2 separate regions of the Macaca mulatta genome follow, and region 2 is linked to region 1. The links are chromatin contacts, called in public Hi-C maps. All regions are on one chromosome and are shown on one strand. Each heading gives the region's core, a stretch centred on a gene start, on an enhancer-like site or on the middle of the called end of the contact. The rest is flanking DNA. Distances are from core to core; before and after follow the strand shown.

Region 1 (7,667 bases), core at 2,256-4,755:
GGGACTACAGGTGCCCCCCACTACGCCCGGCTAATTGTTTTTTGTATTTTTAGTAGAGACGGGGTTTCACTATGTTAGTCAGGATGGTCTTGATCTCCTGACCTCGTGATCTGCCCGCCTCGGCCTCCCAAAGTGCTGGGATTACAGGCGTAAGCCGTGTGCCCGGCCAGAAATTCTGATGCAGGACAGGGTCGACGAGAATGAGTAGTAACTGGCTGATAAGGAGAATAGGGGCTCAGTTTATACTATGTCTCCACAGCCTGATGGGTCAAGGCTAAGATCTGAAGAGCAAACATAAACTAAAAGCACAATGATAACATGGTAAACCCAACCAGCATACCTCTTCTACAGCACATTTGAGATTGGCAAATTACTAAAAATAACATTTTAAACTTGGAAATTAGCTACTTACATCTTTCAAGAACCAAACTGGTACTTGTTTCGGACTCATGTCTTACAAACTGACGAAGTACCTAAAGAAGAACAAATGAGTAACATGGCTTTAATTTTTTAGGAAAGGCAAAAGCAACGGAAGAATTACTCACATTCATTCACCATGTAGTCAGTAATTCCTGTAAATTCCAGAAGAGAAGAGAAGCTCTTCTCATGTTCTCCCAAAAGAGTGTCAGAAGGACCCGGCAAACACTTCAAGTGCAGCCTACTGCAGAAGCCCAAAGGTACAGGGAAGGTACTAGAAGGCATGCTCAAGAGTTACTTTATAGTACTCCCGTTTATTTTGCCACAGTCCCCCTGATTATGGCACTTCTGTGTTTGCACACAAAAGGAAAAGTCAAAATAATATGACTTTAACATTACAGAGTATGATAATATCTGTAAATCCAACCTGTACCTAAGAGTTGCTGCCAAGTATTTTCAAAATCCAGCTTTCATTAGCTGGAGAGACAAAAAGTACTATATATATCCAATATATACATCCTCTAATTTTTTTTTTTTTAGTATAAACAACTGCTATATTATTACTATATTTTGGTTACAGTAGACTTTAGAAATTAAGAAATTTAGATCCAACATGGGTACTGATTTAATCCATCATTAGGCCAAAGGAGAGTAAAAAGAGATGTTTTATAATTAATAATTTAATAAGTAGATTCATTAATAACATACGCAATGATCAAACAAGTGTCAGGAGGTGTGGAATAAATGCAAAGCCTCACTCTCAGTCATAACAATGAGCTAGTTTAGAGGAGGATCCCCAGCCTCCCGGGTCAAGGACTAGTAGAGGTCTGTAGCCTGTTAGGAACCCGGCTGCACAGCAGGAGGTGAGCGGCAAGCAGTGAGCAAGCATTACTGAGATCCGCCTCCTGTCAGATGAGCAGGGGCGTTAGATTCTCATAGGAGTGCGAACCCCATTATAAACTGCTCATGCGAGGGATCGAGGCTGTGCACTGCTCATGAGAATCTAACTAATGCCTGATGATCTGAGGTAGAAAAGTTTCATCCTCAAACCATCCCCGCGGCACCCGCCTCCTCCAGGGAAAAATTGTCTTCCGTGAAACCAGTTACTGGTGCCAAAAAGGTTGGGGTCTGCTGGTTTAGAGAATGAGAAATAGGTTAAATCCCAATAAAACAATACATTCTTGAACTAACCACATGAGGGACTTTCTGACACAGCAACAGGAACATATTCCAAAGTCAGATTCCCTGTGTCTATGTAACTGCCTTCCCCCGGTTGCTCCTTCAGACCTTAAAAGGAATTAGGATGCCTCAAATATGATTAACCTAAAGTGTTTCATTTTAAAATCAGCAAAAATTATGATAGGTAATATCTACTTCACAAGGTTATCGCAAAAATTAAACAGCTTCAGTAGTGAGCTTAGCCTAATACAATTTCTATAAATATTTCATGGGAAATTTCATGCTTTCAGTGCATCAGAAAAGGTCTAATAAATTTGGTTCTTTGATTAAACACAAAGATTCGACTGTCCAAGTCAAAATCACATCATTGTCGGAAAAGGTAGTCACTACCACATAATAGCAGCAATGGTTACTATCAGCTAAGAGATTTATCTATAATCAATTATAAAACTAAATCTACAAGTTATGTAAAATTATCCCCACTTAGAGCTGAGAAAACAACCTCGGAGAGACTGCATAACCTGCCCAAGATCCCGCAGGAAGTATGTGGCGAGTGATCTCAAGGCCCAGGCCCTTTGACACCAATGCTACTACTTTCCCAAAGCCCCTTGCTGCCTCCTGAATTTCAAGAGCTACTGTAAAGATGGGAGTACACATCACTGAATACAGAGTTGAGAGAGCTAGCCATTCTATCAGAGAAACATTTTCGAAGTGGCAGTACTGTTAATATAAAAAGCAGAAGCCCACCAATCAAATAAACACCAATTCCCAGGGTGCTGTTGGCTATCTAATCCTATCACTAAACTTAGGGGCACAGTGTGGGTAAGAGAATAAAGATATGAGTACAACATACTATAGAATCAAACTGCTAATGAGAACCTGTGTCATGATTCTGGAAATGTACTCATTTCAGTGCTCAGACAAGCAAGAGCTCATAAATCTTACATGATAACAATGTCTCATTTGGGGCACACAAAAATCAAAGCCTACTGGAAAAGATTAGGAAAGGATTATTTAACTTGGATACTTTTTAAAATTAAACTTTTAACTCTTATTTAAAGACATTTTAATACTGTAACATTAGTGTTAAGTAATAACTTTTTTATGTTTCACATTTCAATACAGAAAAAATAGATTAAAGATACATACAGGTTAAAGGGGGGATCCAAGAATATAGGATTAAGGTGGGAAAAATGACAGAGTCATGGAGGAACTGATTCTTTATTGATCTTCACAGGAGGATGGGGAGTAGGAGAGCCAAAGAAGAATCTACAGGAGTTGGTGCCCAAATGTGGTAAGTGAGGAAAAACGGTAGTCTAAACTGGCTCAAGGTGGGCTAGAGTGACTGGAAAAGTGAGGAGCCATATTAAGTGGAATGAGAAGGCATTTTCTACATAGTGAAATCTGTGGTGACCATTCAGACTTGAGCTGCTCTCTTCAGGGTGGAAAGATGGGGGAAGAGGAACGTTTAGCAACACAGGAGGTAGACGGTCAAAAAAGCAACTACACGCCTTAAGAAAAAAGTTGGAACAATGATTCCTACAGTCTTTAGGTCACTAAAGACCTATAATGTTCTCTCACTGCTTAAATTCAAGCAACACACACACGTTTTAAAAATTAATGATTCCTATTACATATGTGAATAAACCTGAACTTTTTTTTTGTTTTAGTGAACATAATTTACACTGGCAAAATTTACACTACCAATCCTCCGTATCAGTTGAGTACAGAGGTGGGTGGGTGAGCTCAAAGGTCTTTAGCCCTGTAGTTAAAAGCCTGAAGAAGTCTTCTGATCACCGCTGATAGTAATACATCTCAATATTAATACAGACAAGTGACTACCTGTAACACAGGTCTTCGAAACATGGCTTCTATTTTCTTTCCTTACAGTCTAATCTTTAGGCTCTTCCTAAAGGAAAAAAACAAAATGAGAAACATTACTTCTTATGGCAAAAGCACAACTCACCAGTCCTAAATTCCTAACTGCATTCATAATTCTTATGCACTCCAATTTTGTGACCACAACGTACCAACATTCCTGCACACCTGATGAGGATTCCTTCCTCCCTCCCAAATAAACTCACACCTGTGTCATTTAGGTCCCAAACAACTTCCTCTTCCTCCAACCCAGACAAAATTTTGATTGTGAGTTAATCCCACTTCCAATCCACTTCTTCTCAAATCTGATTACAATGCAAGCTCCCCTAGGGCACAGATTTTTATCTGCTTTATTCACTGCCATTTTCTAAACTTCTAAAAAAGTTTAGGCATAGTAAAGGCTCAAAAACTATTAGCGTCACCAAGGGACTTATATCTGAAACCTGTTGCTGAAAAATTACTGCCTTCATCTCCGTTAGCAAAGACCAAGCAGCGTAGAGATCCCCGGGCTAGCCAGCCACACCGTGGGGAGAGGTGGGCACCCTTTACCGGAGGTGGCGCCACCACCTGAAAACCGAGGAGAACTGGGAAGAAATCACGCAGTCCTCGGCACGACTGAGGAAAGGGCCAGACACCTACAGAAACACCTTCCGACCCACGCAGGATCACGCGCAGCCAAAACACAGGACTCCACCACTTGCTTAGCGCTTGCTATCCCTCCCTCACCCGACGCTCTAACCCGAGCAGCCGAGCCAACCAGGGGATCACTTCCGGGGCACAGGGAACGCAAAGCTCGCGAGAGGAAAAAGGAAGCAGAAACTCCACAACGTGCGCCTTGGAAATACTGCCGGCGAGCGCCGTGGGAAACGCCGCCCCTTAACTCTGAAGTTCCGCGAGTTTCTCTTTGGTCGCGGGAGGATGATCAACGCCGCCAAGTGGTGAGTTTGGAAGGTTTCAAGGTTCAAATTAAATGAAATTCTGTGATGAGGTTTCTAACTGTGCCCGGGAGGGGGCGAGGTAGGCAAAACAGAGACTAGCTCTGCCTGTGGGGGGAGAAAGGAAAACGATTTGTGACCAGCCTAGGCGACATAGTGAGACCCTGTCTCTACAAAAAGTATAAAATTAGCTGGGCGTGGTGGCGCGCGCCTGGGGTCCAAGCTACTCGGGAGGCTGGGGTCGGGGGATCACCAGAGCCCTGGAGGTCGTGGCTGCATTGAGCGGTGAACGCACCGCCGCACTGCAGCCTGGGCAACAGAGCGAGACTTTGTCTCAAAAAAAAAAAAAAAAGAAGAAGAAGAAAATTAAAGAAAAAAAAGAAAAAGAAAACGTTCCAGGCCTGTTAAAGCACTAAGAAAAGCAGAAAAAGAAAGGGGAGCCGGGGAAGGGCTGACAGGCCGTCAAATTTAAGGGAGCACCAGAAAAACTGGCAATCAAATAATATCTTAATGTAATATTTTAAAAGGTAAAAATTAATGCAAGAAATCCGGGAGGAACAAAATAAGAGTCGTGTGTAGCTTAACAACAGGGAATGTTCTGAGGAATGCGTCATTAGGCGATTTCGTTGCTGTGCGGACACCATAGAATGTACTTTCACGACCTAAATGGTAGAGCCTGCGACACACCTCAGCTGTGTCACTGGTGTGCCCTGTTGCTTCCAGGCTGCAAACCTGACAGCATGGGACTGTGCTGAATACCGCAGACCATTGTAATTCATGGTAAGTGTGTGTCTAAACATATGTAAACATGGAAAAGGTACAGTACAAATACAGTATAAAAGATAAAAATTGTATGGGGCGCTTACCATGAATGGAGCTTGGAGAATTAGAAGTTGCTGTGGGTGAGTGGGTGAGTGAGTGGTAACCCAACGCGAAGGTCTAGGACATTATTGTACCCCACTAAACACTTCATAAACACTATACACTTAGGCTACACTCTGTTTATAAAAAATATTTTTCTTCCTTCAATAAACTTTCACTTACTATAACTTTATAAATCTTTCAATATTTTTTACGTTTTAACTCTTTTGTAATAACAATTAGCTTACAACACACACTGTACCACTATACAAAAATATTTTTCTTATATCCTTATTCTGTAAGCTTTTTTCTACCTTTGGTTTTTTTAAAAAAAAAAAAAAACTTTTTTGCCTTTTTTAAAAAAAACGAAGACATAAACACACACATTAGCCTAGGCCTACACAGGGTCATTATGATCAGTCTCAGCCTTCCACCTCCACCTCTTGTCCCACTGGAAGGTCTTCAGAAGCAGTGACACACAGTCATCTCCTATAACAATGCCTTCTTCTGGAATCCCTCCTGAAGGACCTGCTTGAGGCTGTTTTACAGTTAACTTTTTAAAAATAAGTTAATAATATAATAAAAAGTATAGTAAACACATAAACCAGCGACATAGTCATTATTAATATGAAGTAACACATGAGTAATACATTGCATTCTGATGTTTTATTTAGGTACGATGTCACTAGACAATAGAAATTTTTCAACTCCATTGTAATGTTATGGGACCACCTTTGTAGATGCACTGTTGTATATGCAGTCTGTCTTTTTCCCAAACATCATTATGAAGTGCATGACTGTATTAAAATTTTAACTGAATACAGGATCTAAGCCAGATTGGAGCCTGAAGCACAAGGAAGAATGTGTGCCCCATATATATGTGTGTTTATGTATTTTTAAAAACTGGGGCTAGGAAGGTTAGTGGGGGGCTGGAGGGAAGGTGGGGATTGTTAATGGATACAAAAAAAATAGAATAAGACCTGCTATTTTCGATGACACAATAGGTTGACTATAGTCAGTAATTACTTAATTGTACATTTTAAAATAAGAGTGTTACTGGATTGTGTGTAACTCAAAGGATAAATGATTAAGAGGATACCCCATCCCCATGATGTGCTTATTTCACGTTGCATGCCTGTATCAAAATATCTCATGTACCCCTAAATATATACACTTCCTTTGAACCCACAAAAATTAAAAATAAAAAAGACAAAAACAAAAAAATTTTTAATTAAAAAAATTTTGGCCAGGTCCAGCAGCTCATGTTTGTAATCCCAGCACTTTGGAAGGTTGAGGCAGGTGGATCACTTGAGCCCAGGAGTTCAAGACCAGCTTGGGCAACATGGCAAAACCCTGTCTCTACAAAAAATACAAAAATTTGCCAGGCAGCCAGGCGCAGTGGCTCACGCCTGTAATCCCAGAACTTTGGGAGGCCGAGGCGGGCAGATCACGAGGTCAGGAGATCGAGACCATCCTGGCTAACACAGTGAAACCCCGTCTCTACTAAAGATACAAAAAATTAGCCAGGCGTGGTGGCGGGTGCCTGTAGTCCCAGCTACTCGGGAGGCTTAGGCAGGAGAATGGCGAGAACCCGTGTGGTGGAGCTTGCAGTGAGCTGAGATCGCGCCCCTCTCTCCAGCCTGGGCAATGGTGTGAGACTCCATCTCCAAAAAAAAAAAAAATTAACCAGGCATAGTGGTATGTGCTTATAGCCCCAGCTACTGTGGAGGCTGAAGTGGGAGGATCACTTGAGCCTGGGAAGGTGAGGTTTCAGTGAGCCATGATCACACCACTACACTCCAGCCTGTGCAACTGAGTGAGACCCTGTCTCAAAAAATATATATATATGTGTATATATATCTATATATATATATAAATGAAATATGTGCATGTTTATATATATATCTATATATACACACATTTTTTGAGACAGGGTGTATATATCACACAAAATATATATGTGTGTATATGTGGATATATATATCAATATAAATTTTTAAATTAATTTTTATTTAAAAAAATTTTTGATAGTCCAGTAGCTCATGTTTGTAGTCCCAGCACTTCAGAAGGTTGAGGCGGGAGGATCACTTGAGCCCAGGAGTTCAAGACCAGTTTGGGTGACATGGCAAAACCCTGTCTCTACAAAAAATGCAAAAATTAGCCAGGCGGCTAATTTATGTGTGTATATCAATATATACACACATATATTTCCAGAACATTAAAGTAGTTGAAGCAGTATTGAAAATTTTTAAAGTAGGTATTATAACAAGAAAAACCCAAAATTGCATTAATAAAAACCTTCCCCCAAACTGAGAGGAAGCCGAGAAACCAAAGATTGACCTGCACGAGTACAGCTTGGCGAGTGGAGGAGTTTATGAGAACTTACATACAAGGCAC
Region 2 (7,667 bases), core at 3,452-5,951, 46 kb before region 1:
AATCAGCCAGCCAAAAATCTCACCCAGGATGGCTCAAAGAGACAGTCTCAGAAGCCGTGGCAGTGTCAAGGACACAACGCTGACAGCTGAACCGGAGACGCGGTGCCAGCATCAGTCCCTGTAGTGTGACTTGATTGTGTTCTTGTTTATTTAACCCCTCTTGGTTCCCATTCTGGGGTGGATCCTCCAGCCTTCGCCTTGGTTCTATAATCTAGCCAATTTCCTTTCACTAGTGTATTTTTTCCTGAAGTCATATGAAGTTGGACTATGTTGTTCATAACTGATACCATAGGTGACAGAAGTCGGGATATGGAAGAAGTGCAGGACAGGTGAAGCACTAATTTCTTCCTCCTACATAGTTGGGACTCTGTGGATACTGTCATAAGGCATGGTTCAAAAAAGCAGGGTAGAAAATATATTACTTACAATTGTAAAAGTAATGACTGTTAGAACGACAAAATAAAACTAATCAAATTTAGGAGAGGAAAATGGATCAGGGGTAAAATGAGATAGTCCCCAAACCTGATGAATGAGACTCAAAGGTTACAATTTAAAGCTGATAAGACAAGTAAGAGAACCAAAATCTTACTACTTAGAGTCATAAAAAATAACCAATAAAAGAACTAACACAAGTGATAAGATACAATTATATCCAGTCTGTGGGACTAATAATGGAAGGTGGGAGGGAAAAACGTTGCTGTTCATTTTCTATCTTTCTATCATTTTCAAATCATTTTTAGCCATGCTCATATATCACATTTTTAACACTTCACATCTCTCAGCTACACCACCACAGAGCATATCACATAATTAAATGTAAGGCCATTAATATCTACACACACACACACACACACACACACACACACACACGGATCCAGCTGCAACTCTAAGAATGCAAATTACAAAAGATTCAATTACATAAGAATCAATTCAAGAGTATATATTTGCCTTCAAATTTGTTTTCTTTGCTAAAACACAAAGCAGTCTCATACCCATCGTAAGGTAAATTGTGTACAGAAAAAGAAGGAAATCAAATCCCAAAAGGTGATGTGGAAAATGCAATAATTTTTTCTGCTTTATTGAGGAATGATTGACAAAAAGGGTATATATCTATAGTACATAACGTGTTTTGACATATGTATACATTGTGAAATGATTACCACAATCAAGTTAACATATCCACCACCTCACAATTATCTTTGTTGTTGTTGTTAGCGAAAACATTTAGCATCTACTCTCTCGCAAATTTCAAGTATATAATATGGTTCTATTAACTATAGTCACTATGCTGTACATTAGATCTTCAGAGCTTATTCATTCTGCCTAACAGAAACTGTACCCTTTGATAAACATCTCCTCATTTCCCCCATGCTCCCAGCCCCTGGCAACCACCATCCTACTCTGTGCTTCTGTGAATTTGGCTTTTTGAAATTCCACACATCTGTGAGATCTTACAGTATTTGTCTTTCTGTATGTGGCTTTTTTCAGTTAGCATAATGATCCTCCAGGTTCATCCACATTTTTTCAAATGACAGGATTTCCTTCTTTTTTAAAGCCGAATAATATTCCATTTTGTGTGTGTATATACATATATACACATACATATGTACACCACATTTTCTTTATCTGTTCAAATGTTAAAATGTGATATTTGAGCATGGCTAAAAACTATTTGAACAGTACAGAAAAGTAGAAATGAAACAGATACACATACATGTATACACGATATTTTCCTCATCTGTTCATTTGTTGATGGACACTTAGGTTGATTCCATACCTTGTCACTAAGAAAAGCAGATCATAAACTTTGATCTGTTGTGATTTTAGATCTTAGATCCCATCAATACCAAATTTGAAAGATTAGTTGCTTATTGCCTGTGTGTAAAAATACTCATAAACTTGAGGGAAGTTCCACAGGCTAATCCTAGTTTGAAGTCTTGTAAGTATGAACAATGAGATACTTAGGATTTACTGGAAAGAGTACAAGACTCGGAGTCAAAAAATTTGGGTCTGCCCCATCTGCATTATTTACAAGTTCATGATCTTGGGCAAATCATCACTCCAGCCTGAGTTGTGTCACCTGTGATTTGGGGATAAAATTGCTAACTGCATAGGATTGCTATTAAAATCAAATGAGATAATGGACTATACATGAGATTGTCTGGTAAAATGTAAAGCCCAATACAAATGTTAAATACTATTGTCACTATTACAACTGGTCACAAAGAACATCTGTAAAAAAAGTAGAAATGGCATAATGAAAATTCATCCTAATAAAAAAAATATAACCAAGCAGAAGCACCTTTATTTTTAAAAGGAATGAATATGATCCTTCCCAGGACACAAAATATGGTACTTGACCTCACACAGTTCACAGTGGCAGTGGAACCAGTCTCCCGCTGTGTGATGACTGATATCCACACGTGCCCAGCATGTACCTCGATTCTCAGTTTCAGGTAAGAAAAAGATAAGTTTGAGAGAATATATTAATGAATAGATTTTCACTTCCTTGATCATAGGAAGTGAAAAAAAAAAGTTTAAGAACATCAAGTGTTGTTCTTTGGATTTCAGATCCCCTGGAACTGAAACAAAGAAGGCTAGAAAGAAGGTAGAGAAAGAGGGGCGTAGAAGAGTCTATAGAAAGAGGCATGGGGTTCCAAGGAGGGAAGGACAAAGCTAGCTTGTTAGGAAAGTAGTATGTTGTAAAGGAAAGAGCCCTGGACCAGGAGTCAAGAAACAGCTCTAGTCCCAGCAATGCCACAGGCTCTCTATGAAACCCTGGGCAGGCCACCGCCCCTCTCTGGGCCTCAGTTTCTTTACCGATAATACAAAGGAGGCATCGTAAAACCAGTTAGAGCAGCTACTCAATCATTTACAAAATATGTATTAAGTGTTTATTATGCAATAGGCAGTGTTCTAGTCACAGAGACATGGGAGAAAATAAAAACAGACATGGTTCCTGCTGCCATGGATCTGGCATTCTAAATGATCTCACTCCACCTCAAAGACCCGGCACACTAGAACTGACTGTAGGCTGTGGTGAGGCCACAGTAGACAGGCACAATGGCTAAATGACTGAAGAGCAGACAGCATGACCTCTTCAAAAGCAGTCTATTTTTTTTTAAGCAGAAGCAAGTGCTCCTCACCCTCATGTTGCCCCACTCCAGGTCCTGGGCCTTGGAGCTTAATACAGATCATGGCATCCAACAGACTTTTATTCTGAAAGCCAAGGTTAGGGCTCAAAGAAACTTCCAGAAATATAAAGATGTTTTGTTTTGTTTTTCAGTTAGATAATTAGACTCATTACGGCAGAGAAATGGGGACATTATTTGATACTTTTTAAAAAGCATATCTAAAATGACTAACATTAATGTACAGGTGAAATTTCATAAAAATTAATGATCACTATAATTGTTCCTAATCTCTGTTTTCTATACTAGGAAAAACAAAATTTATATATGAATTATTTGCTACATGTAGACAGAATTGTTCCTAATCTCTGTTTTCTATAATAGGAAAAACACCATTTATATATGAATTATTTGCTATACGTAGAGAGAATATAATACCTCTTTTACCAAACATGAAGCCCTACCCTTGATTTCTGTGGTACATTAACAAAATGTACTTTGCATTGCCAAAAGAGAAATAGTATTGAGTTTTGATCTGTATTTTCTGTTGCTCATTCATTAAATTGGTGTAAAAGAAGGAAAATCTTAAAAGACATGGAAGGCAGCTCCCTTACAGACAGCTATCAAAAGAGCGTCCCAAGAGTGCCCTGACCACACTTTTCTTCCTAGATCATGGGCCCCAGCATCTCCAAGCACACACTGTCTTCCACAGGATCTTCTGACAAGTCTGCTTCACCCTAGGAATCCCCATGATCAACATGAGAGAATGAAGAGAAGGATAGGCCGCCATGAGTGTCTCCCAGATGAAGACACTGGTGAGATCAGGAGGATAAGTCTTGGAGGTGATGGAGAAGGGGCTGGCCACGATATAAACCAGGTGAAGTAAGAGGAAGCAGCCCAAGGACTTCAGGGCAGTGATGTGAGCCTTGGCCCGGGCATCCCCCCTACCAGCTAAATGGACCTTCATCTTCTTGTGGTGTGTATACAAAGAGATAATCAGCATCCCAGAGGAAACAAGAAACACCATTAAAGGCAAATAACTTCCAGAATTGAGCTGAAATACATACAGGTACTGCCAGTGTTCAAAGGGATAACGAATGCTGCTGTTTCCTTGGGGAGGATGATGGACCGTTAAGCCAACTTGGACTGTAAGTAACAAACTGATTATAAAGTAGCCCAGAAGGCACCACAGACTCAGGTTATAGGCCCTCTGCTTCAGCCACAAGTAGGCAGGGCGATCAAAGGTGGTGATCTTCTTGCAATAGAAGACACTGAGGAAGGTGGCAAACCACAAGCTGGCCTGGCTTACCAGGACCCAGAAGACATTAAGATAGCGAAGCCAACGGCTGCTCTGGAAAAGGGGAAACAAGGTTAAGTCCAAAATGATCAGCCACTGCAGGAGAAACCGGCAGCCAGCCAGGCCCAGGATAATGAGGTTATATGAGGACCAGCTGAATTTTCTGATCCATTCTCTTAAACTCCAGACCACAAGGATTCCATTTCCAATTAAACCGATGAGAAATTCAATCACGGCCACCAGCATCAGCAGTCCTAGGCCAGCGCTCAGCATGACGGGGGAGGGGAGGCTCTCACTGCTCCTGGCTGAGCTCAGATCCCCCAGCAGCAATAACACACCAGGGTAAATTTGCACACCACAGAATCTGGATTTGGCCTTATCCCTCTGTAATCTGTCTTCAAGCAAGACTGAACAGCTGTGACGAGGAACAGAGAGGTTGAAAGTTATGACACGCTCTGTATTTGCATCTACATGAATGAACTCTGGGTGTAGACCCAGAGATTGCCAACAGTACCAGAGACACTGGCTCTCCATCTCAAAGGTCATGGGCCAAAGTCTAGACACCAGGATATAATGTAGCAAGGCCCCTCAACAAGAAAGATCAAATCAAAACATGCTCAGGTGCTATATAGTGCCAGTTATGAGCTCATATGCTATATATAAAAAAAGAAATTTTATTTTCATAAAAACAACATTGGGCCGGGCATGGTGGCTCACACCTGTACTCCCAACACTTTGGGAGGCCAAGGCGGGTGGATCACCTGAGGCCAGGAGTTTGAGACCAGCTTGGCCAACATGGTGAAACCCCATCTCTACTAAAAATATAAAAATTATCCAGGCATGGTGGTGGCTGCCTGTAGTCTCAGCTACTCGGGAGGCTGAGGCAGGAGAATCACTTGAACCCAGGAGATGGAAACTGCAGTGAGCCGAGATTGCACCACTGCACTCCAGCCTGGGCGACAGAGCAAGACTCTACCTCAAAAAAGAAAAAAAAGAAAAAAAAGTAAGCATGCTGAGAATTCTCTATGAAGCTGTAGGCAGGCAGGCCACTGCCCCTCTCTGGGCCTCAGTTGCTCTAATAATAACTGAATGGATTGTAGGACTAGATTTCCATTCCTTCGGATTAAATTTACAGAGTGCTTATTTTGTGTCAAACTAGTGTACTAGGCACTGGGGATAGTGCCATTGTAATACACAGTCCCTGCCTCCAGGTGGCATTCATTGTACATCATCTCCACCCAGCTGCAAGACCTAGCACTCTAAAACTCTGGCTGTAGGCTATGGAGGGGCAGAGAAGGTCACGATCTTCTACTGGCCTAAAAATCTAGATGAGGCTTGAACCTGTCCAAAAGCTGGGTTTCTTTGGCGACTTTCTGATAGAGACATAGTGCCTCTCTCTGCCCACCTGCCCCAATCTAGCCTGGCAGTAGAATTTGCCACAGATCCTGGTAGCCAACTGGCATGTTTCCAGAAAGCTAGTCTGGTGTCAAAAAATCAAAGTATCCAGAAATATAAAGAAAGGTTTTTGACAGACTAGTTTACTACAAGTGTTGAGAGGCTAAACCACATGGAAAATTGAGATAATAATTTAGCTAATTCCACTAAGAAAAGTGCTTGCCTAAAAAATATCCAGCAATTAACATACAGGTTCACCTCTTTTTAAAATACATTAGTTTCAAACTATAGCTATTTTCTACTTCCTTTTATCAAAAACATAGCGTATTGGCAAGGAAAATTAGATTATCTGCAGTAATTTTTTAAAATGTGATACTTTCCATGCAAAATATGAAAACTCAGTTTTGACTTCAGTAGTTTATTAAAATGATGTGATTTGCATTGCTTATAGAGCAATAAGGTCCAGTTTCTAGCCTGTTTTTCATGTTACCCTTTCATTTTGCTTCAAAATCAAAGAAGAAATAAGAAGAATTGAGAATAAAAATTTTATTTTTCTAAAATCTAGTTATTTCTACTGTTGTCAATGATACAGTTAAGGACCTGATTAGATCCTTCTCCCAAGCCATGGCCTCTAGGGTTTCCAAACACATCTCATCTCCTACAGAATTCTCTGACAAGTCTGATTCCTCATAACCATTACAACAGAGGAAAGTGAAGTATAGACAGCCATGAGCTTTGCAGAGATGGCAAGAATGGTGAGATCAGAAGGAGATTAGAAGGTTATGGGAAAGTGGCTGGCCAAGGCAGAAACCATGTAAAAGGGGAAGTTCAGAGCAATGAGCACCTTGGCTCGAGCCTCCTCCTGACAGCTGTGTGGTCCTCCATCTTCCTGTGATGTCTATACAAAAAGACAAGTGGAGCAGAAACATCACAAATAGCAACCAGTTTCCTGCACTGGACTGCAATCTATAAAAATAACAGATTTAAAATGGGTTGCAGGATGTTGCTGTTTCCTGTTAATGGTTTTTAAAGCATCCAGCCAACAGAAGCTGAGAAATAAAAAGTGATCTTGAAAGACACTAGCAAAAACCAAAAACCCAGCCTTTTCAGCTACAAGAAGTCAGCGGGGCAAAGGTCATGATCTCCATGCAGCAGAAGCCACTGAAGAAAGTGGCAAACTGCATGTTGGCCTGGCTTACCAGGACTCAGAAGACATGAAGATAATAAAGCCAACCACTGCTCTGGGAAAGTGGAAACAGACTTACGTGCAACATGATCAGCCTGAGTAGGAGAAAGTGGCTACTTACCAGAATCATGAGGATTTATAGGAACTTCTTACATTTTTTTTTTTTTTTGACCCATTCTCTAAAACTCCAGACATAGGGACTCCATTTCCAACCAGGCCAATGAGAAATTCAGCCACTGCAATGGGCATCAGCAATCCTAGGGCAGCAGCCAACGTGGCTGGGGAGGGGAGGGTCTCAGTGCTGAATCAGGAGATGCCCTGCTTTAGTGCTGATTAACATGTACTGCTCTTGGCTGTGTCAGAATCCCTGAGGATGGTATTAGTATCATGGCAGAGCATTTCACTTCTCACAACTCAGATTTTGTTACTGTCTGAAATCCCTTCTCTGGTAAAGATGTTACAACTGTGAACAGAAGAAACGTTCTTGAAGGTAACAATCCCTCCTTCACTTACATCTACCTGACACTGGCCTGAGATCTGAGATTAGGTACAGAGACACAATTACAGAATGGCCTTCCGAAGGAAAGAACTAAACTCCAGACAGCCTAGAGCACAGTCTCCTGAAATCCTACTTCCACCCGACCTAACTCCACAAAAC

What was found. A called contact is a pair of places that touch in the nucleus more often than the background predicts.
Region 2: a contact with region 1 is called in a Hi-C map of CD4 T cells, with 2.3 times the contacts expected there. The contact joins the promoter of TAS2R5 here to the promoter of SSBP1 in region 1. A contact is called at or near these places in 2 of 14 Hi-C or Micro-C datasets (CD4 T cells and liver).

What each region holds. Positions count from the first base shown.
Region 1 is chr3:181,560,233-181,567,899 of T2T-MMU8v2.0, reverse strand. SSBP1 (single stranded DNA binding protein 1) reads right to left here and starts at 3,505. Exons shown (of 6, transcript NM_001266152.1): 1 at 3,439-3,505; 2 at 413-473. The coding sequence starts at 3,462. It overlaps LOC144339993 (a long non-coding RNA gene), which reads left to right and starts at 4,456. Exons shown (of 3, transcript XR_013415656.1): 1 at 4,456-5,189.
Region 2 is chr3:181,607,195-181,614,861 of T2T-MMU8v2.0, reverse strand. It overlaps TAS2R5 (taste 2 receptor member 5), which reads right to left and starts at 4,701. Exons shown (of 1, transcript NM_001080758.2): 1 at 3,802-4,701. The coding sequence starts at 4,701. The coding sequence ends at 3,802.